Linked DNA regions of Mus musculus: all the other regions are linked to region 4. A link is a contact called in public Hi-C and promoter capture Hi-C data. All regions are on one chromosome and are shown on one strand. Each heading gives the region's core, a stretch centred on a gene start, on an enhancer-like site or on the middle of the called end of the contact. The rest is flanking DNA. Distances are from core to core; before and after follow the strand shown.

What was found. Promoter capture Hi-C pulls out the DNA fragments that hold promoters and counts their contacts. Hi-C and Micro-C count contacts between places; a contact is called where the count stands out from the background.
Region 1: a promoter capture Hi-C map of hippocampal neurons shows a contact between it and region 4, with 3 times the contacts expected there. The contact joins the enhancer-like site here to the promoter of Pramel12 in region 4. A contact is called at or near these places in 6 of 39 promoter capture datasets (the 3T3-L1 cell line, the C10 cell line, cranial neural crest and 3 more) and 2 of 115 datasets of contacts at active chromatin or transcription factors (astrocytes and embryonic stem cells).
Region 2: a contact with region 4 is called in a promoter capture Hi-C map of pre-B cells, with 3 times the contacts expected there. The contact joins the promoter of Dnajc16 here to the promoter of Pramel12 in region 4. A contact is called at or near these places in 6 of 39 promoter capture datasets (the 3T3-L1 cell line, the C10 cell line, the HPC-7 cell line and 1 more), 1 of 484 Hi-C or Micro-C datasets (the G1E-ER4 cell line) and 3 of 115 datasets of contacts at active chromatin or transcription factors (T-cell acute lymphoblastic leukemia, large pre-B cells and thymic regulatory T cells).
Region 3: a promoter capture Hi-C map of cranial neural crest shows a contact between it and region 4. The contact joins the enhancer-like site here to the promoter of Pramel12 in region 4. A contact is called at or near these places in 7 of 39 promoter capture datasets (the 3T3-L1 cell line, cranial neural crest, frontonasal cranial neural crest and 3 more) and 3 of 115 datasets of contacts at active chromatin or transcription factors (differentiating embryonic stem cells, embryonic forebrain and embryonic stem cells).
Region 5: a contact with region 4 is called in a Hi-C map of B cells, with 6 read pairs. The contact joins the enhancer-like site here to the promoter of Pramel12 in region 4. A contact is called at or near these places in 3 of 39 promoter capture datasets (cranial neural crest, hippocampal neurons and second pharyngeal arch cranial neural crest) and 1 of 484 Hi-C or Micro-C datasets (B cells).
Region 6: a promoter capture Hi-C map of pre-B cells shows a contact between it and region 4, with 4 times the contacts expected there. The contact joins the enhancer-like site here to the promoter of Pramel12 in region 4. A contact is called at or near these places in 6 of 39 promoter capture datasets (the 3T3-L1 cell line, cranial neural crest, frontonasal cranial neural crest and 3 more) and 2 of 115 datasets of contacts at active chromatin or transcription factors (astrocytes and epiblast stem cells).
Region 7: a contact with region 4 is called in a promoter capture Hi-C map of second pharyngeal arch cranial neural crest. The contact joins the enhancer-like site here to the promoter of Pramel12 in region 4. A contact is called at or near these places in 5 of 39 promoter capture datasets (the C10 cell line, cranial neural crest, frontonasal cranial neural crest and 2 more), 1 of 115 datasets of contacts at active chromatin or transcription factors (astrocytes) and 1 of 9 other capture datasets (embryonic stem cells).

Annotation. Positions count from the first base shown.
Region 1 is chr4:145,095,614-145,099,353 of GRCm38.p6, reverse strand. Vps13d (vacuolar protein sorting 13D) reads left to right here. Exons shown (of 70, transcript NM_001276465.1): 42 at 1,191-1,343; 43 at 3,033-3,168. Among named protein-coding and RNA genes, the nearest start is that of Vps13d, 98 kb to the left of the region's middle. Within about 2 kb of position 2,438, at least 54 of the 459 cell types and tissues checked have an H3K27ac peak or open chromatin away from gene starts, as enhancers often do. A contact at or near this core is called in hippocampal neurons, where this site is marked.
Region 2 is chr4:141,788,445-141,791,995 of GRCm38.p6, reverse strand. It overlaps Dnajc16 (DnaJ heat shock protein family (Hsp40) member C16), which reads left to right and starts at 1,352. Exons shown (of 15, transcript NM_172338.2): 1 at 1,352-1,406; 2 at 2,923-3,107. The coding sequence starts at 2,941.
Region 3 is chr4:145,123,786-145,127,245 of GRCm38.p6, reverse strand. It overlaps Vps13d (vacuolar protein sorting 13D), which reads left to right. Exons shown (of 70, transcript NM_001276465.1): 30 at 624-836. Among named protein-coding and RNA genes, the nearest start is that of Vps13d, 69 kb to the left of the region's middle. Within about 2 kb of position 1,570, at least 39 of the 459 cell types and tissues checked have an H3K27ac peak or open chromatin away from gene starts, as enhancers often do.
Region 4 is chr4:143,410,342-143,414,298 of GRCm38.p6, reverse strand. Pramel12 (PRAME like 12) reads right to left here and starts at 1,873. Exons shown (of 5, transcript NM_172877.3): 1 at 1,208-1,873.
Region 5 is chr4:144,979,046-144,982,862 of GRCm38.p6, reverse strand. The region is part of intron 68 of Vps13d (vacuolar protein sorting 13D); the gene reads left to right. Among named protein-coding and RNA genes, the nearest start is that of Gm36317, 18 kb to the right of the region's middle. Within about 2 kb of position 1,587, at least 99 of the 459 cell types and tissues checked have an H3K27ac peak or open chromatin away from gene starts, as enhancers often do. A contact at or near this core is called in B cells and second pharyngeal arch cranial neural crest, where this site is marked.
Region 6 is chr4:145,018,271-145,022,223 of GRCm38.p6, reverse strand. Vps13d (vacuolar protein sorting 13D) reads left to right here. Exons shown (of 70, transcript NM_001276465.1): 66 at 1,955-2,087. Among named protein-coding and RNA genes, the nearest start is that of Gm36317, 57 kb to the right of the region's middle. Within about 2 kb of position 2,578, at least 92 of the 459 cell types and tissues checked have an H3K27ac peak or open chromatin away from gene starts, as enhancers often do. A contact at or near this core is called in pre-B cells, where this site is marked.
Region 7 is chr4:144,996,392-145,000,098 of GRCm38.p6, reverse strand. All of the region lies in intron 67 of Vps13d (vacuolar protein sorting 13D), which reads left to right. Among named protein-coding and RNA genes, the nearest start is that of Gm36317, 35 kb to the right of the region's middle. Within about 2 kb of position 1,393, at least 172 of the 459 cell types and tissues checked have an H3K27ac peak or open chromatin away from gene starts, as enhancers often do. A contact at or near this core is called in second pharyngeal arch cranial neural crest, where this site is marked.

The DNA of each region.
Region 1 (3,740 bases), core at 1,189-3,688, 1.7 Mb before region 4:
AGGTACCATAGCCAGGACTTTGCTGTTTACCAGTTCATGTCTGTTAAATTCTTGCTGGTCACCAGCTTGTTCCCGTAGAAAACTCTGCTTTGGTTTGTTTGCTTTGGATGCATATGTGTGCATGTGTGCATGAATATGGCTATGGGTGAATGTGTGTGTGTGTGCTCATACATGCATGTGAGGGTATATGAATGTGGCTATGGGTGAATGTATATGTGTGGTAATGCATGTGTGTGAGTATGTATGCAGAAGCCAGTGAACAACCACAGATGTCATCTTCAGGAACGATGTCTGCTTTCTTTGACAAAGGGTCTCTCATTGGCTTATTGATTAGGCCAGGCTGGCTGCTGACCACTCAGCTCCAGGAATCCTGTCCCTCCCTCCTCAGTGCTGGGATACATGCACCACCACACCCAGCATTCTTACATGGTTTCTGGTGATTGAACTCCTGTGCTCCTGCTTATGAGGCAGGCGATTTCATGCCTGCTGTGTAGGACTGGGAAAATGGCTCAGTCAGTAAATTCTTGTGTATTAGGCCTAGAGCTTGGATCTCCAGCAATCTTGAAAAAGCTGAAGATGGTAGTGTGTGGCTGTTTCCCAACACTAAGACATGCAGATAGGAGGCTCCTTGGAGCTCACTGACAGCCATGCTAGCCAGTTGATGAGTTCTAGGTTATATTATAAGAAACCCTGTCTCAAATTATTAGATAGAGAGTGATTGATGAAGGCACCTGATATTAACCTCTGTGCTCCAAATGCACATATGTCCATGATGTAACACACACACACACACACACACACACACACACACTTTCTTCTATTGAAAAACATTATTTGAAACAGAGTTTCACTATGCAGCCCAGGCTGGCCTAAAATTTGCCCTATTGCACAGGCTGGCTTTACAGTCATTCTCATTCTTCAGCCGAGGTTGTAAGTATGCTGTACAATGCTCAGCATTACTTCAGTCTATTTCTAAACGTCCAAAGATGTTTAGTTGTGACAGAGCCGGAAAGTAGCTGAAGCCACTTGCTCTCGGGTCCTTCTTGGGTCACAAAGAACAACCAGGTTATATCATGCCACTGCAGTCAGTCAGTTATGGGAGGGCTGATTTCCTAGTGGCTCAGAACTCCTGTAGAGATAGTAGGGAGGGTAAGGCTGAAGGGACAACCTGTCATTTGATTTGGTTCCAGGGCTGCACTGTCTCACAGTGGGAGTCCTGGGGTGGTTCCAGAAGGGAATGGAGCATTCCTGGATGATGCACACAATGTCAGTGAATGGAGAGAAGTCCTCACAGGTGAAGAGATTCCCTTTGAATTTGAAGCCAGAGGAAAGTTACGACACAGGTAAAATATGGTTGTTTATTCTTTTTCATGGATTTCATGGCATGGATATAAATGTTTGTCCCTGGTGTTTTGTCTTTCACTATTTGTCTTTCACTGACTTGAATGTTTTGTTGTTCAAAGATACTTTGAAAGTGACTGTTTCCTCTTAGAATATAGGCTGTCATGCCATCTTGGAAAAACATTTCTTTCTATTCCCATTTTCTTGGTGTGTGAGAAGATAACTAAGTATTTCAGAGTTTGGACAAAAGCTAGGTACATACTCACACTCAGCTCCATTAAACCCTGTCCGGGTCTCTGTGTAGGCGACCGAGCCTGAAAGCTGCCCAAGTGGATGATGTGCAGTTCTCAAGCTTGATTATCTCAGTCTTAAGATACATTTATGCCGCACACTTTCTGTGAGCAGATAGGCCCAGGATGCAGAGCTAGGAAAAGCAAGCAGTGTACGATTACCTCTTCAAGGGGTACTGCTGACCCAGTCACTCCTGGCGCAGCCAGCTAGAGGACTTGGCACAAATACAGATGAAGGCTTTAATTCCATTTCCTGAAAGATAATAAAATGTCCAGTAAGGTATTACCTCACTATTTGCAAGTATTTTTAAATGGAAAGGCTGTCTAGGGTGTAAATAGGTGAAGGCTTAGTGTTTGAGCCTTGGACTGATTCTGGGAAGCTGAAGTGGAAGAGGCTGGCTTCAGGCCTGAGCCCATATGCAAACCTCCCTCACAACAAAGCCTTTCTTCCTCTTGTTCTGCCTGCACGGGTTAGTCCTGACTGGTGAGGGTTTTGAATGTATGGGTCTGGGTCTCTGGGAGTCCTTTGGGGGTGGGGGTAAAATCTCTATGCTGGATACATTTTCAGGGTGCCCTGTGCTTCAGGAAGCTCTTGTTAATAGTATCTTTCAATAAGCCCTGCCTCTTGCATCAGAGAGGGCTTGGTGTCATTTCCATCTTAGTTTCCATGTAACCCACTGTACTGCTTGAACTCATCAAAATAAATGCATTTTTTGGCATTTTCCCCTTGGCATACTGTCCCTATGCTGCCCTCCTCCCTTCCTGTCAGCCTCAAGTTCAGTTCCCCATTTCAGCTTCAGCCTTCTGGCTTGAATTAGGCAAAATCTAAAATAGAATTAAACGTGCAATTTCCTCCTATTCCTTCTGTTCTGCCCACTGCCTTCTGCTCCAGTTTCAGCTGAGCGCTTGTACACTCTTAACTCCAAGGGCACTGTCTCCCAGGCCTGTCTGTGGTTGTGTAGGGCCTGAGCCAAAAAACTGGATGTGTTCCTTAGAGGAGTAGAATTTTCAACAAAGGAACTAAAAAGACAAAGCTTACGTACCCCAAGAGCATGGTTACGTGATTCAATGGCCAGGACACTCTGATCATTCCATTCAGCTGATTGCCACTGACATTATTTCATGAAGATTAGGTAGGTGCTGCTGGGAGCCCTCTGGCAAGCATACAGATTTTCATGGTTTATGAGAAGAGGGCAGATGCCCCTTGCTCCAGGCCTTCTGCATCTCACCAGTAGCCGTCAGCATAAAAGCCAGTTAAACTGTCTTCCTGACTTCTCTCACCAGGTAATGCTGAGAAGGCTTAACTGGCTTTTACATCATTATAAAATACAATCAGGTTGGAGTCTCTGCTCCTAATTTCCTGTCTTTTTGAGACTGGGCCTTTTCTGATCCTCTTGACAGACATACTCACGACCTGCGCATCCATCAGCTGCAAGTTCGAGTGAATGGCTGGGAGCAAGTGAGCCCAGTGTCTGTGGACAAGGTCGGGACCTTCTTCCGATATGCAGCACCAGACAAAAATTCCTCTTCCTCTACGGTGAGTGGCTGCTGTTTGGTGTCATGCACACTCTGCCAGGCCAGGTTGTTACACAGTGAAGCTTGCAATAACCTTGCTCTGTTGAAGTGCTTTGCTCCCCTGTGTCTAAGAAGAAAAACATCAGAGTATTGTCTCAGGAGTGAGTGTTAGGAATCAATATGAAGATCAGCCAGCTAATGGTTGACATCAGTAGAAAACGAGGTGGGAATTTGGCAGCAACATGTTGTTTCATGTAGGTAGATATCTTCTTCTCTGATCATAGTCTGGGAAACTTCCCTCTGTCTATGGGGGATGAGTTTCAAGGTTTCACCTGCCCCACCCCAGACCCAAATCGTTGGTGCTCAAGTCTTTATTTTTTTATGGCAGAGTGTTTGCACACAGTCTATGCGTATCTTCCAGTAAACTTCAAGTGATCTAGAGATCACATTTCCACAAAAGTACTGTGGGAAGCAGTTGCTAATACTGTATTATTTAGAAGCTAGAGATGAGGAGAGAGATTGTATGTGTGACCATAGTAGGCCTGACCACACATCAAATGGTCTGGGCTTGGTTGAGTTTGAGGATGTGAGCCC
Region 2 (3,551 bases), core at 103-2,602, 1.6 Mb after region 4:
ATTCGCCTAGCATGCACGAGAGGCGGGGGGGGGGGGGGGGATGACGATGATAGGCTTTAGCTTCATTTTTTATTTATTTTGCAACTAACTATTCAAATATTTACTGGCAGCTTGTACAAACCAAGGTCTGTGCAGACAGTGATACAATGCTGAACAAGAAAAGTGTGAGACTCTACCTGCAGGAGCTTACCTGAAAGAGCTCTACCTGAAAGAGCCCAAAGAACAACGATATACACTAAATGTATAGAAGAGAGAGCCAGGCATGGTAGTGCAGACTTTTAATCCCGGCACTCTTTGAGGAGGCAGAGGCAGGCAGATCTCCTGAGTTTGAGACCACCCTGATTCACCTAGTAAGTTCCAGGCCAGCGAGGATTACACGGTGAGACCCTGTCTCAAAAGCAAACAACAAAAACAGCATGCTAGGTAAGTGTTTTAGAAACCGATTACATAAGAACTCACTCAACACGAGGCATGGAATAGAAAATACATCAAGAGCCCTTGGTCACGGGCGCAAAAAAAAAAAAAAAAAATGTCAGCCTTATTCACCACGCCCTCTTCCCTCGGTTCTTTTGTTTGTTTGTTTGTTTGTTTGTTTGCTTGTTTGTTTGTTTTTTCAAGACAGGGTTTCTCTGTACAGTCCTGGCTGTCCTGGAACTCACTTTGTAGACCAGGCTGGCCTCGAACTCAAATATCCACCTGCCTCTGCCTCCCAAGTGCTGGGATTAAAGGCGTGCGCAACCACGCCCGTCTTTCCCTCAGTTCTTGTCCAAATTCCAGTCTAGAACATCCTTGGGTTGATGTACTGAATTTGGAGCCTTGGATTCTAAGCTTCGGGCAAGTCTTTGGCCCTCTCCGAACTTCAGTATATGAAGAGGTTGAACTAGGAAGAATCCCTAAGGTCGCCTCAAACGCTGACGCTCTAGGATTCTATGAATAGGGTCAAAGTGAACTGGGACCAGCGACTGCGTCCCCGTCCTAGCAACAGTTGCTAGATGTGGGCCATCTTCTGGCAACCAGTGGAAACCCCTCCCCGGTTCCGGGAGGTCTTCCTGGTATCCCGTGATGCATAGCGACTCCGCCTCGCTAGAAGGCACGTTCTGGCCTCGCTAGTCAAGAGCAAGCTTTCAGACCCAGCCAGAGAGCGCTCTCCGTTCCTATAGCAACTGCGCCAGATCCAGGTGCCTACGGTGACCGTCAAGGCCAAAATAGGTTCATCGCGTGTGCGGCCTAAACCGGTCTGTGCGCGCGTCGCAGGCGTGGGGTCTTTAAGTGACACGTGACTGCCCCGGGCCTGGGCCCCGCCTCCTTCCCCTCCCCAGGTTCTCTGGTGTGGACTGGAAGCGCCGGCCCCGGCGGATTCACTGGAGCACGGACGCTGCGGCCGGTTGGGCCGGTGCCCTTTCCCGGTAACTCCTTCCCGGCTTGACGCGCGAGCGTGGCGGGGCCTTGCAAGCTGGGGGATCTCCCGTCAGATCCTCCGCGTCCTCAGCCCGCGCTGGGCCCCGGGGGGCCCCGGGAGCCGACAGGAACCGGGGCGGCGGGGGAGGGGGCCGCCTCCCGGAAGGTCGTAACCCGGGCGGGCGCCCGAGTCGGGACTTGGTCCTGCGGAGCGTCTGGGGAGCCTCCGCCGCCTGCGCTTGGGGACGCCGAGGGCTACCTGTTGGCCAGCGCGTCCCCAATCCTGTGGCCGGCCCCCTGGAGCTGGAGAACGTCAGCCAAAAATTGTCCCCACCTCACCCACTCCCGCAGCAGACACTTCACCCACCCTGCCTGTGGATTCTGCTTAGTAAACCCCTTACCCACTTTACTGTACCCCATCCCCATAAAGATCCTGCTAGGTGCTGGTGTTCAGTCACACCCTATCAGCAAGAACACAGGTTTAGGTCCTAGAATGGTGGTGGACAGCCCCCCACCCCCGCAATCTGATCCCCAATCTGGGTGAGTTTAGCCAGTACCTCAGAACAGGCTGTCTTAAAAGAGAAACAGGAACTGGCTTGCTTGTGGATTTTACTTAGCATGTGTGCAGTTCTAAACAGTGGTCAACTGTTTATAAAGACTCCCAAGCAGGGTTTATGGCTTGCACTTGTCAAAATCCACCCCCCCTGAGTAAGGTGTCAGCCACTGAACCTTACTAAACACTGTGAGGTCAAGATAAATGGACCCATGAAACCAGCATATGGTATAAAAGATCACAGCCCCCTGTGTGAGTGTGTGTATCTCCAGGTCCACGCTATCTCCTTATCAACCAGCCAGGATTATTCCAAAACCCACACTGAGTTCTACCCCTCAGCTGAGTTGTAGTTTAAAACATTTTAAAGCCGTGCCTATTCTTCTAGTCTTTCCTGTTCTCTTTAGATAAGAAACTGGATTCTTAATAATAGCAGACTTCTGAATATTAATGCACAGTTATTTTAAGGTGTTTTACTTTCATGTCTATTTAGTGTCCAGAAATGCCACAATGATCCTAGAATGTAATTTAGTACATGAGAAATCATGATGAGTTTGTGAGCTAATTTGACCCGTTCTCAGCTACTCTGAAGCCAATTATTTTAAGTTTATTGTTATGATAGATGAAATGGTGCATTTGAGATATCCTCTCCTGGATATCCTAGATATATTCTCAGAGTCACCACTTGTTTCAGAGCATTCATTTCCAGTAATTTTAAAAGGACTTTTCTAATCTATTAATCTATTATGACTTGTCTTTTTTTTTTTAATTCATAATAGTTCTTGTGTGTGATATTCAAAAATAGTGGTCTTTTTTGTTTTAAAGATAGGGTCAACTAGATTGACACATTCCCTCTTAAAAAAAAAAAATCTCGTGTTTAGCTCTCATTTGAACATCTTTATTCCCTACCTTAAGAAGCATGACCATTCAAGTTCCTGTCTCTTGAACTTAAAACTACCTCTTGATCATTTCAGCTCTGGGAAGGAAGAGAGATGGAATTGAAAAGGTTGGGCGTGTCCTGGCGATTCTTGATGGTTCTGGTTCTGATCCTGCAAAGCCTGTCTGCATTGGATTTTGACCCATACAGAGTCCTAGGGGTCAGCCGCACGGCCAGTCAGGCTGACATTAAAAAGGCATATAAGAAGCTCGCTCGGGAATGGTAGGTGAACCCAAGAACGGAAGTTTAACGTCCGCTAGGCAGTCAGCAGGTGGCTGAAGCCTCAATGAGGGTGACTTGTCTGTCTCTGCGTTGAGTGTATTTGTAGAACCGCCTAGAGTATTGAGGCTAGAGCAAATACGGAAGCAAGGCGGTGAGCGACGCTCCTGTGCTATGTAGAGGATTTCTGGTCCTTAAACATATTTTTCCTTTGTGTGTGAGGGAGTTCGTGTTTGTATGTTGGGGCAGGGGGAGGGTTTCTCTGGGTAGCTCTGGCTGTTCTGGAACTCACTTTGTATGTAGACCAGACTGACTTTGAACTCAGAGATTTGCCCATCTCTGCCTCCCAAGTGCTAAGATTAAAGGCGTGTGCGTCACCACCCAGCTCTTTTGACTTGGGTTTTTGGTTCTTTTGGTAATACTTTATTTTTAATGATGTGTATATCT
Region 3 (3,460 bases), core at 321-2,820, 1.7 Mb before region 4:
ACCTGCATTCTTGGGGGCCAGCTACTCTCTTGATTTATTCCTTGAGTTTTTCAATGTGGAATGATTCATAATGGTACTGAGCAACTCATAATCGCTCTTTGCAACTTACTCTTTTTCCAAAAAAGACAGTGGGTTTGGATGCACTTCCGGTTGATGGGTCAGTTTCTTACTTCCTGAGTGCAAAGTAGGATGTTGCCTCCAGTGAGCTGTAGTGATCTTATACAGATGTGCCTGCTGACTCTGGAGGGAGAAGCCTCAGGCAAGCTATAATTTCACAGATGACGGTCAAAGAGACCCTGGATATCCATTGAGGATTATGATTTAACATATGGCTTTGTCAGCCTAGGATGGGACATGGGGTGGTAAATCATTAAGGATATAATAGGTTGGGTATATTATTATTCCTCATGCATTCCTGTGGATATAATCTCCTCTCTGCGATTGGAAAGGTTTCAGGCCCAGTGCCACTGACTGCATTTTGAGTGCCCTGTGAACAGTGAGTTCAGGATCTCAGATTGAATGGTACTCTGGTACACTGATGATGCCAATCTTGTTCCACACCTGAACTTCATTTCATAAGGTATGACTGTGTTTAACGTCTCCTTTGCTTTCTTCCCTTTCAGATTTGACTTTAAGAAATGTAAGCTGCTCTATGAGAGTTTTTCCAACCAGACCAAGTCCATTAACTTGGTTTCCCATTCTATGATGGCATTTGACACCCGCTATTCTGGGCAGAAGCCCAGCCATGGCATGACCAATGTGTTCAACTGTATCTTTCAGCCCTCCAAGAGCAGCAGCGCCACCCAGGGCTCCATTCAGATTGAACTGCATTTCAGGTAGTGGAGGCCGATGCCAGCTCTGCCTTCCTTTGTCTGTCTGTGTTGTCCTCCACCCTGTATCCCTCACCTCCAGATAGGTCTCACTGTGTAGCCCAGTGTAGCTTCAAGTTTACTATATAGCCCGGGGTTTCCTTCCTGACTCCACTTTCTCAGTGTTGGGATTACCCCCACATTTGGCTCCCCAACTCTGCCATTCCTTATGGTGATAGTTTCTTTCATGGCCAGTGGGCCAAGTCCCTGTGGCTTTAGAACATCAAAGAGAAACTATGAAGGTGGGCAGTCACAGGCTCACAAGCATCCTGTTAACACCCCTGCTCACTTGCACTATTATGGATTCGCCAAAAGATGTCTCTGTTGCTTTAAAAAAAAAAAAGGAAAAAGAAAAAGAAAAAAAGGAGTTTGGCATTAAGCCAGATCCTCAAAATCAACCTCCTTGTAAGCTTTAATTTGTAAAGTGGCTTGGGGAAGGAAGAAATTATGTGAGTTTAAGGAAAAAACTCAAGCCAAAAAACCTTTTGGTCTGCATGAAAGAAGGGTGGTTTTGACCTGAATGCTATTTATTCCTGTCTGGCCGAGAGGCAGAGAGCGGAGAGAAGAAGGTCTAGAATCAGACAGACCTTATCCCCAAGATAGTCTTCCTCTTCAGAGCAATGCATCCTTCTGAGCTCTGAGATTGACTCTCTTTTATGGAATGAACTAAAATTCAAACAAAAACCTATGCCTCAATCCTTGGGCATGGGTGAAAGTTGAGTCATTCTGACAAGTCACTTGGCACCTCCAGAAGCTGCTGCTGTTACTGTTGTCATAGCTTGTGTGAGATTCTTATGACTTGTAGCTATTCTTGTACTTATATGGCTGGCATTTCAGTGTGCTGCTAAGAAGTTAGCCTTTGAAGGAAAGAGGTCTTGGTGTCGCATATGCCTTTAGGAAGCCTAGCAAAAGAGACATTTTAGTCCTTGTGTACCCAACAGTGGCAATGCTAGTAGCTTTCTGCTGGTCCCTGACTTGACCAGGCACCTTACCTACTGCTAGTTGAATTCTCCCAGATCTGCAAACACGGGCAATTTCTCTCCCATTTTACACTTGAAGAGATAGACACCTGGAGAAGGTCCAAGTGACTCTTGGAAGGTTACACAGCTTAAAAGTCTAGTAGTCACAAGTTAGACCTGGCCTTTGATATCAAAACTGAGTCCCCTTAACTCTCAGACCCTCTGGCCTCTGTCAGTGGCTGAGTGTAGCCTTGGGATATGATGGGTGTGTTTGGCAGCCTCTTTGACGATGTTTCTCAGAAGGGAAGGCTTCTGTGTGTCTGGTCCTGTTGCAGAGGGATAATTTGGTATTTGCTTTATTCTTATTGATCTTGTCTTCCTAAGTAGTCAGTTCTTTGACCCTCCTCATCATGGCTTTAATATACAGGAGGCCCAAAGTATTATTCTGCATATATACTAAAGGTATATAATTTCATGCAGCCAATCAATCAGTTCTTACCTCGCTCTTGCTAACAGAAGTGCCCTTGTTAGTGAGAGGAGTGAACTGCTTCAGGAAGAATTGTTCTTCTGTTGGGATTTTGTATGTCAAATATAAATCACTTCACAGTTTAAAGGCTTGAAATATTTTCCAGAAGCAGAGTCTGACACACTTACTTTCCAGTTAACACTGAATTCTGACAGTCTCTGCTCAAAATGGGCTGGAAAAATTTTATGGAGGGCAACATTTTTTGTTCATTACAAAGGGTAGAGTGTTTCTGTGACAAGTGCAGTGTGTGAGAAGGAGCTGTGTCTTGCCATGCCCTTTAAGTAGAGGCAGCGAGCCAGGTTTAGCAGAAACGAGACTAGAGAAAGTAGCCTTAGGCACGTCCCTAAGTCAGCCTTTCCCAAACAGGCTTGGAGGTGAGTAAATGTACAGCCAGAGCCAGGGTCTTTTTCATAAGCTCAACCTTCAGACGCCATGACCTGTCACTAGCCTGTCTCTGGCTTTCCTTCCTCTGTGTGCTAGTGTGGTAATAGAGCTGGCTATTGCCCTGAGGACACTGTGGCTTCAGGCCGGGCATGGGAGACTTTCTTGGGAACATTGAAGACTATAAAACAAGTCCTTGTGCCCTGCCTTTCCCTCTGCCCCATTTCCATTCTAGGATACGTACTATCCATCTATGGCCTTCCTCTATCCTCTTCTCAGGCTAGAAGATTGGAGTCTGAGGTTAGTTGTAGCTAAAGAAGCCAAACAGCATGGCATTTGAATATGGTGTTTGTGAAGCAGTCCTGAGCTTCTGAGAGCCTCATCAATCCTAGACCTGCCCATCAGGAAAGAAGCTGGTGTTTGAGGAGTACCTGCTATGTGCCTGGTGCTTTCTCCTACAGTGTTGGTATTTCTCGCTTTATATGTGAGGAAACAGGTTGATAATGCCCAGGGTAACACAGATTGAGAGTGATATGATTTTAGTGTGGGCCTCTCCACTTTTAAGTCTCTGCTCTTCCTCCTAGACCTATAGCTTTTCCCAGACCAGCTCTGCAGGTTGGCCATTCTTAAAAGAAATGCCAAGGGCCAAAAGCAACTCAGAATTTGGATTTTTCTGCTGGCATTTTGGAGAATTTGCATAGGCTTTGCCCATCAAACTCTTCTAG
Region 4 (3,957 bases), core at 624-3,123:
TCCAGGCTAAACCAACTACATTCCTATAGCTTCAGTCCTCAGACGAGATGGGACTTGTAGTCCTGTGCCATAAAACCTCTTCAATCCCAACGCCAAGGAAGCAGCAGAGGCAGGCAGGTCTCTGTGAGTTTGAGGCCAGCCTGGTCTTCAATGCTAGTTCCAGGACAGCAGGGGGTACAAAAGAAACCCTGTCTCTGAAAAATTTAAAAAAAAAAAACAAAAACAAAAAGTGAAAGAAAGAAAACAAATCTCAATTTAGATCTCAAATTTCAAAACATTAACTTTTGTAAAATTTAAGGAATTTCAAGCTAATCAATCAAATGTAGAGTTAGAAGGTCAGGGGTTCAACTGAGACCAGCCCAAGCTTAACGAGACTCTGTCTTTAAGAAATTTTAAAGTCAGTGGGCAACACTAGCTAGACATGGTAGTGCATGCCTTAAAACCAAAGCCTTAAAACCAAATACTCAAGAAGCAGATGCAAATGGATCTCTGTGCATTCCAGGTCACCCAGGGCTACAGAGAAACTCTGCCTAAAAAAAAAAAAAAAAAAAAAAAGTAAGAATGTAAATGAATAAAATCCAAACTCTAAGAAGATGGAATTAAAAGGATCAGATAAGACTATGTCTTCAAAATAAAATGAAATGAAAATTTTAAAATGTGAAGTCAGATATGATGAGACTACATGTGAATTCTACCATATTCTGCATGTGACTCTGTCTCTAAAAAGAAAAATTAAAATAAGCCTTAAATATTGAATCATTAATTCAACATTCAGAGGGGTGAGGCAGTCTGAAGCCAACCTGAGCTAGACTAAGGCCCCATCTAAAAAAACAAAAACAAAAACAAAAAACAAAGAAAAAATTTAACTTGACACAAACCAAGGTATAATTCTAGATATTCCATTAACTTTCAGCTTGTAGTTCCAGCTTGGGGAGGCAGATGCAGAACTGCCAGGTAATTTAAAAGCACTCTTGGCTGATCTGCGTTCTAGGTGGGCCTGGGCAGCAAAGTAAGGTCATGCCTCAAATAAAATAAAATAATAAATGAAACCAGCAAATTAAGGTCGAAGATGATGGCAACCATCACTATTAGTAAACTCAATGCCTGCGATCTGTTCCTGGGAAGAGAAGAAATCAGAGTTCCTTTGGCATCTTGGGTCAAGTGGCCCTCAATCAAAACTGTGCCCTTCTGGAGGTGACTGACTTACCAGAAACAAGAACTGATGGCAGAACTCAGAATCCCAGCAGGCCCAGGCAGTCAGTCCAAGCTCGGACTCCAAGTGCTGGTGAGTGTCTTCCCGAGCTTCTCTAAAGCTTTTATAGCCATCTTCACTTCAAACTTCCGGCCTGAGGCGTTTTCATCCGTCTCGCACTTCCGGCCTGCAGCGTTTTCATCCGTATCTGTCTCGCACTTCCGGCCTGAAGTGTTTTAGCCGTATCCGGTCCCACACTTCCGGGTTCCGTTTTATACTTCCGGCCTGAAGCGGTTTTTATTTTTTTGTTTTTCGGCGGTTTGTTTTTTGTTTTTTGTTTTCTTTTTGGTCGCCCCTCCCCCGGCTCGGTCCGCGTATTCTGTCTCACATTTCCGGTTTGTAGTCCCGCCTGTCAACCACAAGCCGTCCTCTGATTGGATGACTGAGTTTCCGCCACGTCTGGGCGTTTTCTGTTTCTGTATTGATTGACAACATAGTCTCCGTGGAAAAGGAAAAAAAAAAAAGAAAGAAAGAAAAAAACAGCCGGGAAAACCGCGCACATCCGCGGAGAGGCAGATGCAGGCGGATCTCTGGGGAGGTAAAGCCAAATTCACGGAGATGAGGGAAAAAAATCCTGAAAGCCGCGGAAGCGGTTCACGCCCTTAATCCCAGAACTCCTGTGAGCGATTCAGGCGGATCCCTGTGACGTCCGGAGCAGCCTGCTCTACGTAGAGCTCCAATACAGCCAGGACTACATAGTGAAACTCTGACTCAAAAAATAATAATTTAAAAAAAAAAACTGAGATTCCGTGAAAGTCAAAAGCCGATGCGTTAATTCACTTCATTCAATTTGTTTTCTGTATTTGCTTTACTTATTTATTTTCTTGTTAATTCACTTGGTTCTGCATTTCTTTCATGAATGAAAAAATAATAAACTAAGGACATGGCTGCTTCTAAGTATGGTGGAGGAGGAGGTTTATTGTAGGGGAAAAGGGAAGCATAGGCAGACAGCTGGGGGAGTTCAGAGTGGACATAACCCCTGAGCCATAAGACCCGGGTGCTGTGGCCAAAAGGTAAAAAGGGGGCAGGTAACTAAAATGGCTGGGTTATATAGAGAAGGGCAACACAAGCTGGAGAATTTGGGGTAGAAGGTGGAGTGTGCCAGCCATACCCTGTAACAAGGGGTACTGGGAGAACGTGGCAGCCTGGTCCACATTGATATGTTAAATAGGCACCTCAGCCATTTATTTGAGACTTAGAGTTTCAGAGGTGGAATCTTGCTCAGTACCTAAGGTTGATTTGGAACTCCAACTCTTAGCCAGTCTCCAGTCTCCACCTTCCTCTGGGGTTGAGCCAAGAGGAAGTTGTGAGCCAACATACCTGGCGGAATTGTATTCATTTGTGGCCCACTTAGTTCTAAGTATGAGTCACTGGGGATAGGAGTTTTAATCTGTGCCTGACGAATAGACATTTCTTAAAGCTGATATTATTATTGGCAAAGTTACGAATATGTTCTGGATCAGGGCCTGAGCTGGATGCTCTCTACCAGTCATCTGCTGTGGCATCTTCTCAGAAGGCAGGAAGATGTTCCCATTAATACTGCAGTAAGTGGCCTGGGAAGAAAGCTCAGTTTATAGAACAGTTGCTGCCCAGTATTCTCAAAGGTGCACTGTCCAGCAAGCACTGCATGCACCAGACAGACACTGTGGGGCATACTTGTAATCTCAGAACTAAAAAGTTAAGAGTTAGGAGGATCAGTTCAAAGTCATTTTTCCCCAAGCTTCATTGCCGGCCCAGGCTATATAGACCCTTACTCTCAAACGATGAAGAAACTTGCCTTTGAGAACAAAGGTTTTCCACATTAGGTTTTCCAGAAGGTAGAAGATGCTTCAGAAAGTGTCAGCCAGCACACTGGCTAGAGAACATGCAATAGAGAGTGGGGGCTGTGGGGTGGGTGAAATGGCTCATAGGTAAGGAGACCTGCCACAGCACTAGACTATTGGGTTCAGTCACACACTTAAGTGCTGGAAGAAGAAAACTGACTCTTGGGCTTGCCCTCTGACCTCCACATACACCCACAGACATACAGAAAATACACATACTTTTTTTTAAAAAATGAAAAGGAAGGTAAAGCCAGAGTGATAGCTCAAGCTTATATCTCAGCACTCAGGAGGCTGAAGAAAGCTTGCTACAAGTTTTGGGTCTAGCCTGGACAACATACTAAAACTCAGTTTCTAGTAAACAGCTAACACTGGAAGCAGGACCTCAGTGCCACAGGGTATCTTGCCATCAGACCTGAGGGCTTAGGTGATAATAACCTAGAAGCTCTGGAGTTAGGAGCTGTGGCAGCCTGGGATATCAGAGAGCAAGCACACAGTAGAGAAAGGCAGTACCTCTCTGGCAGTGTGGTTGGTAGCACCTGAAAGTTTTGGTTTTGTTTGTTTGTTTGTTTTGCTTTGTTTTAATATAGAGTCTCTTTACATAATCCTGCCTGTTCTGGAGCTCACTGTGTACTGACTTTGAAAACTCACAGAGGAGCTGGAGAGATGGCTCAGTGGTTAAGAGCACTGACTGCTCTTCTGAAGGTCCTGAGTTCAAATTCCAGCGATCACATGGTGGCTCACAACCATCTATAATGGGATCTGATGCCCTCTTCTGATGTGTCTGAAGACAGCTACAGTGTACTTGCATATATAAATAAATCTTAAAGAAAAAAAGAAAAGAATACTCACAGAGATCTGCCTGCCTGCCTATCCCCACTAGGT
Region 5 (3,817 bases), core at 338-2,837, 1.6 Mb before region 4:
TAAAGGCGTGCACCACCACGCCCCATATATTTTTTTTTAACTTTACTGTTTGCTAGAGAATGCTAGCAAACTGAAACTAAGAAGCAAATTATTACCCATCGAATATCCTGGAAATGCAGTTTTCTTAATTATTTTGTTGCTCTTACACATTTTCAGTTAGTGAGATTATTCTTAGCTGACATGGTAACCATGGTAGTCTCTGGTGCTATTTTGTGGAAATTCTCCGAATGTAAGGTGCTGTGTGACCTGTGCTCTCTTGACCAGGTGTGAGATGACTGAATTTGGGGCGTAGAAATGTCCTAGTGTAACTTGTATCCTCTGAGGTGAAGCGAACTAGGGAAGATTCTGGCACTGTGGGTGTTGCTGACTGGTGGAAGCGTTCAGGGGAAGATTAGCTCCTGGGGGTGGCCTTCAGTGTCATTGCTTGAGACAATACCAGAGGCCTCAATTCCCATTTCATATCTTGTTTGAATGAGAACATAGAAAACGAAGTCTAGAATTTAGGAGATAGGATATGGCATCTTCTTAGGTGTATCCTGCCATGGTATCACTGGAGTATCTCTAAATAGTGCTGTGCACTTCTTCCCTTGAGCCTATTCTGCTACCAACACATGCTGTGCACCGAGAGGCTTCAACAACAGAAACTTAGATCTTCATTTCTGAACGCTGAGAGGGCTGAGACCTTCCTATAAACTGCACTATTGATGGGATTTTGAGCCTCAGACTCAAACCTAGAGAGTCATTTCTCAGCAAAACGGAACATAATATAGACTCTACTGGAGTGTCAGCCAGTGATAGCTAGGGTGTCCCACTCACTGGAGAACCCTCTGAACCTAGAAGTGCCTGGGGTTTAAATCACTCAATAAACTCAGCTGGAGAGCTGCAGGTCAACATTTGTGTTAACACATGTCCTACTTTCCATTTCCCATGAGGACTTAGGGATACTATCAAAGGATAAGTAAGGGGTGAGAGATGTAGCTAAGCTGGTAGAATGCTTGCTTAGCATGCACAGTGCCCCAGGTTCCATGTCTAGCACTGCATAAACCAAGAGTAGTAGCATTTGCACTCAGGAGATGGAGGCAGGAGGACCACAAGTTTAAAGTCAGCCTCAGCTACCTTCCACAGTCAGCCTGGCATCCCTGTCTCAAAAAGGAGGATGGGCTAAGTAAAATTACAGATCTTTGGGTGTTAAATCTTAAATTCTTTGTTAACCCACCTCTATTTGATCCAAACCATCTCTGGTTCTTTGAAACAAGATTCATTTGTAATAGAATGATAGAAGAACAGAAAAACACTCTGGACAAATTGTATAGTCCAGGCATCGTAGAGTTGCTGCCCACATGGTACACACCCTGGAAACAGGCCAGTGAGCTAAAATCTGCAGCCAGGAAGAAATCAGCAAAATGAGTTTCATAAAACACTTGAAGTTTCATGTGATCTGGGCACAGTTACTGCCTGAATTTTAACTTTGAAGATGAGGACCTTGTATCTCCACCCACGCTGAAGGTGGAGCCTAGCCAGTGGGTGGTGAGGGAGGCATGTGACCCCAGTCTTCCTGGGCATATAGGAGAGGTCACAAGGGACCCTGGCAGACGTGGCTCGGAGTGTCCTCTGTTATCAGCCTGTACTCAGGGTCATGTGAGTGGTCTAGTCATCCCTCTGCAGGAAGGGCGTACTCAGGAAAAACTCTGGTGCCGACTTCTACCTCTGACTTTTATCCTAGATTTGTAATTAAAAACATGTTTAAGGACCTAATTATTTGCATATTCCCCTCAGAGTTAACCCGTTAAAGGAGTCTTTAATACCTTGCTCTACTGTTCTAACTAAATGTTTCCACATTTTTTTCCACTTATACTCACTGTTTCACTTCTGGAAAATATTGTGTAATTACTTCCTGATGGAGTGAAAACCCCACAAAGTCCCCAGTGCCACAGCAGCGTCAACTTTGATCTCCCACATCAAGTTGTATTTAGTTTTGTGGGGTTTTTTTCCATTTAATTAAACAGTATTAAACAGATTGTCACTGACATCCAATTTAAGGTCTGCTAAGGCTTCATAGCAGGCTCATCAGTTCTGTGCACCTCTGCTACTTCCCATTCTCCTCAGTCCTAACCCAGGATCCTGTATGGTTAACTTTTCTGAACAATGCCTAGTTTGTGGCTAGGAGTCACCCTTTAGTTGTTTGTTTGTCTTTTATAAAGTATCTACTCGTTTCGAATATTTTATCAAGTTGGCCCATTCAGATTGCAGGCACAAAGGCGATCGATCACAAGACCAGATCCTTGGGTTCTTTCACTATTTAGACAGAAAGGAATATCTAGGAGGTGTGTGTGTGTGTGTGTGTGTGTGTGGTTTGTGAGTGTATGTATGTATTTTTAATACAGAAAATATAAAGAAAAAGCAAAGGCAACCTTGTAAACTTCAGGTTTTTCTCCTTGGGTGCTTGTCTCCTAGAGGCAGGGGAGGAGGGAATTTTGAAGAAGAGGATCCAGACTAAAGTAGCATGCTAAAAATGTCACCTTTCTCTTCTAATGAAACCAACTCATTTACATGGTTAGCAAAATCAAAAAGAATTCAGGAAATGAGTAATAGTGAAATCCCCTTTGTTCCCTCCGTCCTTCCTTCCTTTGCTGGAAATGGACCCCAGGGCCTTACATGACTAGATGGTCACTGTTTCTCTCAGCCACAGCCTAGCTCCAGCTTACACTGTCTCTAAGCCGGGAGCTAACCTGTCAGAAACATTTGACACCTGCAGACTTGTATCCAGCAGTTTACTCAGCTGCGCAGATAGAAGTCAATGGCTTGCTTGAAGTTCTGAGGGCAACACAGCCCCTGGTATCCCACACCCCATGTTGTACCTATGTGCAGTGGGGTTCCTCCTAGCATCCTTTCTCTATTGTCTTCTAAATCCTTGGCCAATACATTGTTTCACTGTGTGCCAGGTCAAGTACAACTTTACAACTTTGTGGTGTTCCTCAGCAAGTCCATAGTCTAGCAAGTCAAAGAGACTTGTTTGGGAGGGGAGGGAGATAACATAGGAGATAAACTGGGAGATGTTCACTGTTATTTCCCTTGTTGCCCACTGCCTGTAACATAGACAGTTACTGTTCTAACAGAAGTCTGAGCTACTTGCCATGGGCCTCTGGTGGTTAGTTTAGAAGAGAGGGCCTCTCTTTCCTCTTCTGGAAGGCCAGAACTTACCCTAGTGCTTGTGTGTGTTTGTCATCTTCCCTCTGTCCTCACAAGACAGATGGAGTGTCCCTCCTCTGTCACCTGAGAGGCTTTCCGTCAGCCCACCTGTGGGGCAGCAGCAGTGAAAAGTGGCTATCGGTAGACTCTGGAAAGCCAAAGTCCATGTGTCAGCCATGTCTTGGCTGCTCTGTTGGCTGGAGGTGGGGTGCAGAGCCTGTAGAGAGCTGGCCTGCAGGTGGGCAGCTACAGAGAAAAGGGGGGCTGGAGGAAAATATCAGAAGAATATAGAGCCAAGAGGCCTCTGCTTTGCCCCATGTTAATTCTTCACAGTGAGTGACAAGTTTGGGATCGGGATCAGGAGATGAAGGGTCTGCCCCAAGCAGTTTGAGTGAGTCTTTGATGTGGTTTCCAGATTTGGGGTGTGTGGGAGGGTGTCAAGCAGACTGACAGCAGTGGTGGTGATGGGACCCAAAACCTTGGGTAATGGGTTGCAGAGGAAGCCTCAGGGAAAGTGGGGAAACAGCCATTGGCTATCATTGCCCAGTTTTCTCTCTTCTCCCAACCCTGGCCTTGGTTCTGATCTGCTTTTGGTTTGAAGGCATTGGGACAGTGAATGCTGTGAACA
Region 6 (3,953 bases), core at 1,329-3,828, 1.6 Mb before region 4:
GTGTGGGCTTGGTGGGAGGAGCTTTCCCATAGCTGCCACCAGAAAGCACTTGCTGTTTCCTCCTGGTGTCCAGAACTCACCTGCCACTCCTGTCAGGAAGCCTCAGGACTGATGGTTTCCAGAGCAGGGTCTGATCTGTGTTATCCACACCCCGAAGCCCTGTTCCTCACCCCACCTCCATCAAATCAGAATGAAGTTGAACCCCAGTGTCCTGGGTCCTCCAAACAGGCTGTTGGCCTATAGTCTTCTCATTAAGCTGTATATCTAAATAACATTCCTGTGAGTTCTCTAAGAGGTTAGTCCTGGGTCATTGGCACTTTAAAACAGTTGTTTTGGTAGATCCTTCCTGAGAAGGTTAATTATATATTTGATACCCTTCTCTTTTTATGCCTGAATGATGGGGATAAGTACCCTGTGGTTTATTAACTGTCATGCTAAACCTTTTCAAATTGTCTGGTGACAAAACAGAGTTTATATCCTTTTTATCCAGCTTTGATAGATGAGACAGCTTCTCTGGGTAAAGTAAACCAGAGTAAATAAAATCCTCTGATTTATGGGGGATGATGGGTTTGCACTCAAAATCATGGGTGTTCATCTTTTTGCCCACTTCCTTCTCTTCATTTGATCAATGGGGCTGTGCACCTGATGGGCACTCAGTAATTGTTAAGTGAAAGAAGGTGTAACTTTAGGGAGGTTCATCTCACCTTTTCTTTTCTCCACATTGAGCCCCATGCTCAGTGCATGCCAGGCAAACATCCTACCAAGCTGCACCTTTACCCAGTTCTCTAGAGACTTTGATACGAAACCCTAGACTGATAAATCTGGCATCTCCTGCCTTGAAATACACTGATTACCAGCACAAAGGCTGTGTTCTGAACATCAAAGGATCCCAATTCTCGCCTCCTCTATCCATTTTTTAACTTAATGTTAAAAAAAATTGTATGTGCTTATGTGTATGTATTTTAGTATATGTTTGTATGTACATGTGTGTGCCTGTGTATGCACACAGAGGATAGAGGAAGAGGTGCCCTACTCTATCAGTCTCTACCTTATTTTCTTGAAACAGGGTCCTTCATTAAGCGTAGAGATAGACTGGTGACCAGCAAGCCCCAGCAACCCTGCTCCCTCTGGCTAAAGTATGCCAGAGAGATAATATCCTCTGATTTGTGGGAGAGGATGAATCTTCACTTGAAATCATGGGTTCACGTCTACTGTTAATCTTTTAACCACTGCTACACCACTGGGTTGCCGGGCACCTGTACAGCAGTGACCGACTTTTTCCATGGGTGGTGGGGATTTGAACTCGGGTTCCTGTGCTTGCTTGGCAAGTGTTTTAATCTGTCAAGCCATCTCTCTAACCTCCACACCTTTAACATTTAAAAAGGTTTCAGGGGTGCAGATAAGGTAGCTCTTACATGGAATACTTCAGCCTAGACCTAGTTACGATTTTTGGATTTCCCAACCTCAGGACTATTTACCTATGAGATTTTCTGAGGGAGGAGATGTAAGTTTAGATGTGAAATTCACCCAGGTTCATACTGGGATTCATACACACCTCACACACAGTCTGGCGCACCAGCATCTGATTTGCAATCCTCCACATGGGGCAGGGCATGGAATTTTCCACTGTGGTGCTGTGTCAGTACCCAAAAAGATTCAGATGTTAGAATATCTTGCATGTAAAGGTTTTTTTGGATTTGGGTTGTTCAGCCTAAATTGTACAACAGATGTGTAATGCTTTGAGAGGGTTCTTCTAGTGCCTCTTGTTTCCCTGTGTCTGCTACCCAGGGTTTTAAGAGACAGGCTGCTGGGGCAGATAGTATGTAACTCAGAAGTTAACCTTTCTGTGTAATCACAATTTACTTACTCTTAGCTAAGACCAAGGGAAGGTATTTATTTAATAGCAAAAATGTTGAAGCTTTAAAACTCCTCTTTGTGTTTTATTTTGTTCTAGTTTGCAGGGACACTATCAGATGGCCTGGGGAAGACGATGGACAATCGGCACCAGTCAGAGCGAGAGTACATCAGATACCATGCTGCCACCAGTGGAGAGCACCTTGTGGCTGGCATTCATGGATTGGCTCATGGTAAGGCACTTGCAATTAGGTTAAGGAAGAATGCCCCTCTTGCCATGGCCTCTCATAAGTACCTTTATATACACATCTCAGTGCAAGGGGTAGGAGGGGGATGAAAGCTGCCAGCAGCAGATACTGGTGAGGTGTCTTGGTGAGTCTGATAGCCTTTCTTTTCACTCCTTCCCTGAAGTCCTTGTCCCTTTTCGGGATGCTGAGCGCACTGCACTTCCTTCCAGTTCTCTAGCTTCCATGGCTAAGGGCATCAGATACAATCCATCAATCTCCTCTTAGAATCTGGACCTGTTGCTTTAAAACTATCTTTAGAGGGCTCAGAAAATGGCCAAGTTGGTAAAGCACTGGCAAGGCAAGCACAAGGCCCGAGTTTAATCCCAGCACCACATCAAAAGCCAGATGTGGATCCCTGGGGCTTGCCATTCAGACAGCCAAGTGAAAGACACTCTAACAGCAGCAGCAGCAACAACAACAACAAGAGGTAGATGACTCCTGAAGAATGACATCAGAGGTTGACCTCAGATGTCTGCATGTGTTGACCCATGCACATGACTGCCTGATGCTTGCCACTTGTTCCTTCCAAAGAAACTGAGATATAAAAGTGGCTCCTGGCATATGGTTGTGGTGTTTCTGCGTCTATAAGATAGATGCAGAATTACAAAACATGTAATTGCAAAGAAGGAAGTGGCAGGCAGACATGTGTTTTCTCTGAGTTTGTTTCAACTGTCACCCATTTCCTATTACTGTGGTTTTCTTAGCAAATTCTAAATGTGGCATCGAAAGCCTTTGGAAATACAGGCCCAGTCAATTTTTCTACCAGTGTCCCCCAGCCACACAGAAGGAAGTGCTGCCCCCATTCCTGACCTAGGTACTTCCGCTCATACTTCTGCAAGCACCTGTGGCACTGGTCATATGGCCAGTGATGTGTGACTCACTGTCAAATGGCCTGAGTGTCAGAAAAGCAGAGGGGCCATCTAGAGCCCACTGGCCCATAGTATATTCAGTGATGGCTAGCAGCTTTGACCAGACCCTAGGAATCATTGATACGATGACAGTCCCCTAGTCTATCAGTCACAACTGTCTATATTTGGAAGAAGGGAGGTCACTGTTTTATAATGATGTATGACTAGTTCTAAGCTTAGGGTACAGTGTTTACAGTGGAAGGCTTTTCTGAGCCCTATCAGTTGTAAAGTGGATGACCAAGTATCAGGCAGGGTGTAAAACTGGGCTAAATTAATCTGTTTATAAAATTTTAAAGTAAAGATTTGGAATAATCCTTCTGGAGTAAAGATTAAATTGTCTTTATTAGCTGTAATGTAATACAGTAGCAAGTAGAGCACAGTTTTAATTAATGTGAAGATTTTTGCTGTGTCTAATTGCTATCCTCTCTTCAGAGAGAGGTGGCTGGCCTCACTTTTTGGATGAACACAGCTATGTACTAAGAAGCTGGGTGATTGTTCACAGTTGCCAAATCACCTCCAATCAAAGATTGTCCTTATGCTATCCACAACCCCTCCAGGAGCCACTTAGGCCAATCTGAGCCCAGAACCAGTACCCGCCTCATCCAAGAGGGCACTGAGCTCTGGGCAGTGTGAAAGGAGAGTCTCCTTTAGGAGGAAAAGAATCACATTATAATAAGACCAGAGTCTATCTAGTCTCCTTAATTTGGAACTGGAGTCCTGGAGAAGATCAGATGGCTCAGTGAACAAACATGGTTGCTGCTAAGCTTGACAAACTGCATTCAATAGCCAGGACCCACATAATGGAAGGGAAGAACTGACTCCTATAAATTGTCTCCTGACTTTCTCATGTGGACTTTGGCTTGTAAGTGTGCTTGTGTGAGCAGGTGTCAGTGTGAGTACGTGT
Region 7 (3,707 bases), core at 144-2,643, 1.6 Mb before region 4:
CGTTGCCAGGCCCAAGCCTGACCGACAGTTGAACCATATCGTTAAGGCGTGTAATACAGCTCGAGTCTTGTACTGCCGCCAATGAGTACATATCCACAGGGCAAAAGTTTATAAAGAGTTGAGGCTGTCCTGCTTAACCCTCTCACACGGCATGTAATAGACCCAGCTGCCATTCAGAACCTGCCCATCCAAGGTCACACAGGGAAGCTTGCATGCTTCCTTTCTTCAAACAGTATTTCAGGTCTGGGGAGAGGGAAGGAAAGCCACGTTGAGGGGGTCACAGTGCTGGAATGTTCCCCTTCAGAACAGCTAGGCAGTCTGCCTCCATCCCTCCCCCGTCCCCCAGCCCAGAAATGGGACACCACGGTGCTTTCTTCAGAGCGGCTCTCTGTTTGCAGTATAATGTTGCTGAAGGAAACGGGGCTGACACAACAGGAAACCTAGCCGTCTCCTAGGAGGCTGTGTTGGTGGCAGAGTGGTTGATGCCTGGATGCTGTATCTTTGCATAGCATTGTGGAGGCTCTAGATGGGCCTTGCTCTCTGGCTCTCATGGGGCCAAGCCCCATGCTGATCAGAGCAGGTGCAAGGCTGCCTTATGGAAAGGCCTGGTGTTCCAGGTGGCCTCAAAGGAGCTCTAGTCCCTCACTAAGGAGGGCATGGGCAAGTAGATATCTCAGCAAGGGCAGGCAGCCTGAGTTCTCAGAAGGAACCGTGACATGAGCAGATGTGCAGACAGACATGGGTTTAATTAATATAGCTACCTGCATTCAGAGGGCCTAGGAGGGAAAGTGGATTGGGGTAGTTTCATCTTGTTTGTCAGCCCATCCCTCCTCATTGGGGTCCTTGGCCATGCTTTGTGTCTGTCATTTCCAGAGCAGAGGGACCCTGGCTCATGTCCAGAGACCAGGTCACCATACTTTGTACCCAGGAACTGTGGCACTCCCTTCTATACCCAGAATCTGCCTTTCCAGAAAGCAGCAGTGCCACTCCCTGGCTATATCCTTAATTCTGATCTACTTTCCAGAAGTCCCTCTTTATCTGCTCATCACCTGGGAGCAAGAACCAGCTGCTACACAGCTGGCACAGGAAGTCTCTGTGTAGGTAGGGTGCCTGCTGCATCAGATGTGCTCAGCATGCTGTGGCCCCCTTGGCAGGCCAGAGGGGATTTCTGTTTATTTTGGTGCTGTGGGCCTGAGTAAAAGACTCTAGAGGTAAGGGAAGAGATACGGTGCCCAGCCAACCTAAGACCTCTCTCTGGGTCCTTTGTTAGTCATGTTTCCACTGTCAAGGTGCTCTGAAGGCCCCAAGAGACTCTGATGGTGACTCCAGCATGGAGGGAGTTGTCATCTGGACTCCATTACACGATTGCTAAACCCAAACTGCATGTGTCTCTTCACCCTCCATATGAGGCCAAATTGTATGAAGAAATTTTGCTGCTCTTTGGATTTCTTTGGTTCTGTTTAATAATTAATCATTGAATATGCCAGATGTTAACTAGCATTCATAGAGATTCTTATCTGCAAAAATCTACATCCAGAACACCAGGAAGTCCTCAATGATTTTTGTACCACATAGAAGGAAGTTTGGTCCCACTCCCTGGTCTGAGCAATCCTTTGGAAAGGGAGCCTCGAAGAACTACAACCAAAGAGTCACTTCTGGCCTCTCCCATGACTCACCGTTTGTCAGCATCAGAGCTGCTCTGGGCTTGCTTATGCCCCTCCCTCCCCAAGGAACTTGATCATTAGTTAGCCAGAGTTTGCCCTCACTGTCTGCTGTCTGTGCCTGGGTCCAGAAGAAAAAAGAAACCCTCAGTTTTAGGGAGAGAGGACAGAGCTTTTGTGTCCCTTCTTGGTATCAGAGGAGGTTTGGCTATACCTGCCTCTCTCTGAGCTACAGGAAAGCTTGAGCAGGAGGGCATTGTCTATTGCTTCCTTTTTGTCTTGCTCACAAGCCTGTGTACCCATGCACAGGGAAACAATTAGAAAGCCACATGCTGGGTGTGAGCAGTGGTTGGCACCAGGTCTGGGAGATTTCGCTTATTGCCCCATCTGTCTGGCAGTATCTAGCATCTTACCCCCATCTCTCTGGCTCATGGCATGTCTCTAACACAATTTGTATGTGTCCTTTTTTTCCAGGCCTATACAGACAGCCCCCACCCCTTCCTCAGGCCAACAATACAAATGAATTCATTCTTACTGGCTCTTGTCTCCTAAGAGGATAGGTGCTAGGAAGTCAACTCTGACCCAGGGTACATCTGATCTGAATGAAATCTCAAAATACACCTGAGAGGACCTGAGCCCTTATCTTTCATTTTGATCTCTTTCCACCTGGACTATTAATTCTGTTTTCAAAGGAGGTCGGGGAGTGAAGAGCATTTCAAAGTGAGGTTGATTCGGTTTCTGAACCAGCTTGTCTTCTGGCTTGTGTTTGGCCCTGATGAGAATCAGAAGGGACAGCCATAAGCCCCTTCAGTCTTGTGTATCTGCAGCTGGAGAGCCTCAAAACCAGTTCCAGATGTCACTATTCCCTTTGCTGGTGCGTTGGGACTGGGGCATGCTGGGAGACTAGCTGCATGTGCTCTTTCCCATTCTTAACGTGTAGATTCACAATGCATGCCTTACCTGGAGGACCCTTTAACAACTGTACCATGCATACCCAGGTCCCTGTTGGGCCTGCTAACACCTCCAGCTCTTCTGTCAGAGCATATTATTCTGAGCCTGCTGACTCACAGAAGAAGGAACACTCTTTCCTGCTATTCAGGGTCAGAAAATGAGACAGTGTGGTAAAAATAAGCTAGTTCTTAGGCCGGGGAGAAGTCCTATAGACAACTGCAGTTTGGCAAAGTCACATACATGGCCCTCCTTGCTGTATCCATGGGAACACTGGGCCTGGCCAGGCTGTGGGAGGAGACAGAGGTAGTGGTTGCTCCCCTCTGATTGACCCTTTTGCAAGAAAAAAAAGCCATTCAGCAGCTCCTTCCTTACCTAGCCCATTTGCTATACAGTCATTACAATGGAAACCTAGACTCACCTGTGGCTCCATTGTGAATATACTTTACACGTTCTTTGAACTGAACTGTTTCTTGAATCATCATGGTTTCTTAAAGCATAGTTTTAGTGTTTAAGTAAAATAGCATGCTGTATGTGTACATTGAGGTTTAGAGCATTGTTTGGTTGTTAGCTCTTTAATTGCTACAGCAAGCCATTGAAATAGGTGCTGTTATTTTCTCCCCTCCTCCTTGTCTCAAGAGAGTGAGCAGAACGCAGTGTAATAGGTCATTAATAATCACCAAAAAGTTACCAGTACCATGCCACTAGACACCTCCCTACATGTCTATATGTATTTGTATGCATGCACATACAAATGTGTGCATGTATGTGAGTGTTACACGAATACATGCATGCGTGCACTTTGTGTGTGTGTGTGTTTTGTTAGAAGTCCAAGCATTCTAGCTGTCCTACCAAGCTGCACGTGCGGCTCTAAGTACAAACATCAACATCTCACCTAAAAGCACCTTTCCATTCCAAAAGCAAGTTGTCTTGAACATTAATATAATATGTGACAGATATGCCATACTATACTTGTTTCACCCATCCCAGACACTTGCAGCTTCTCATAGCTGAGAAACACTGTCCTCAGGGTCAGTTTCTAAAAGCTTGATTGTTAGATTGAAGTGTTGCATGTTTTCTGTAGTGACACAGTACAGA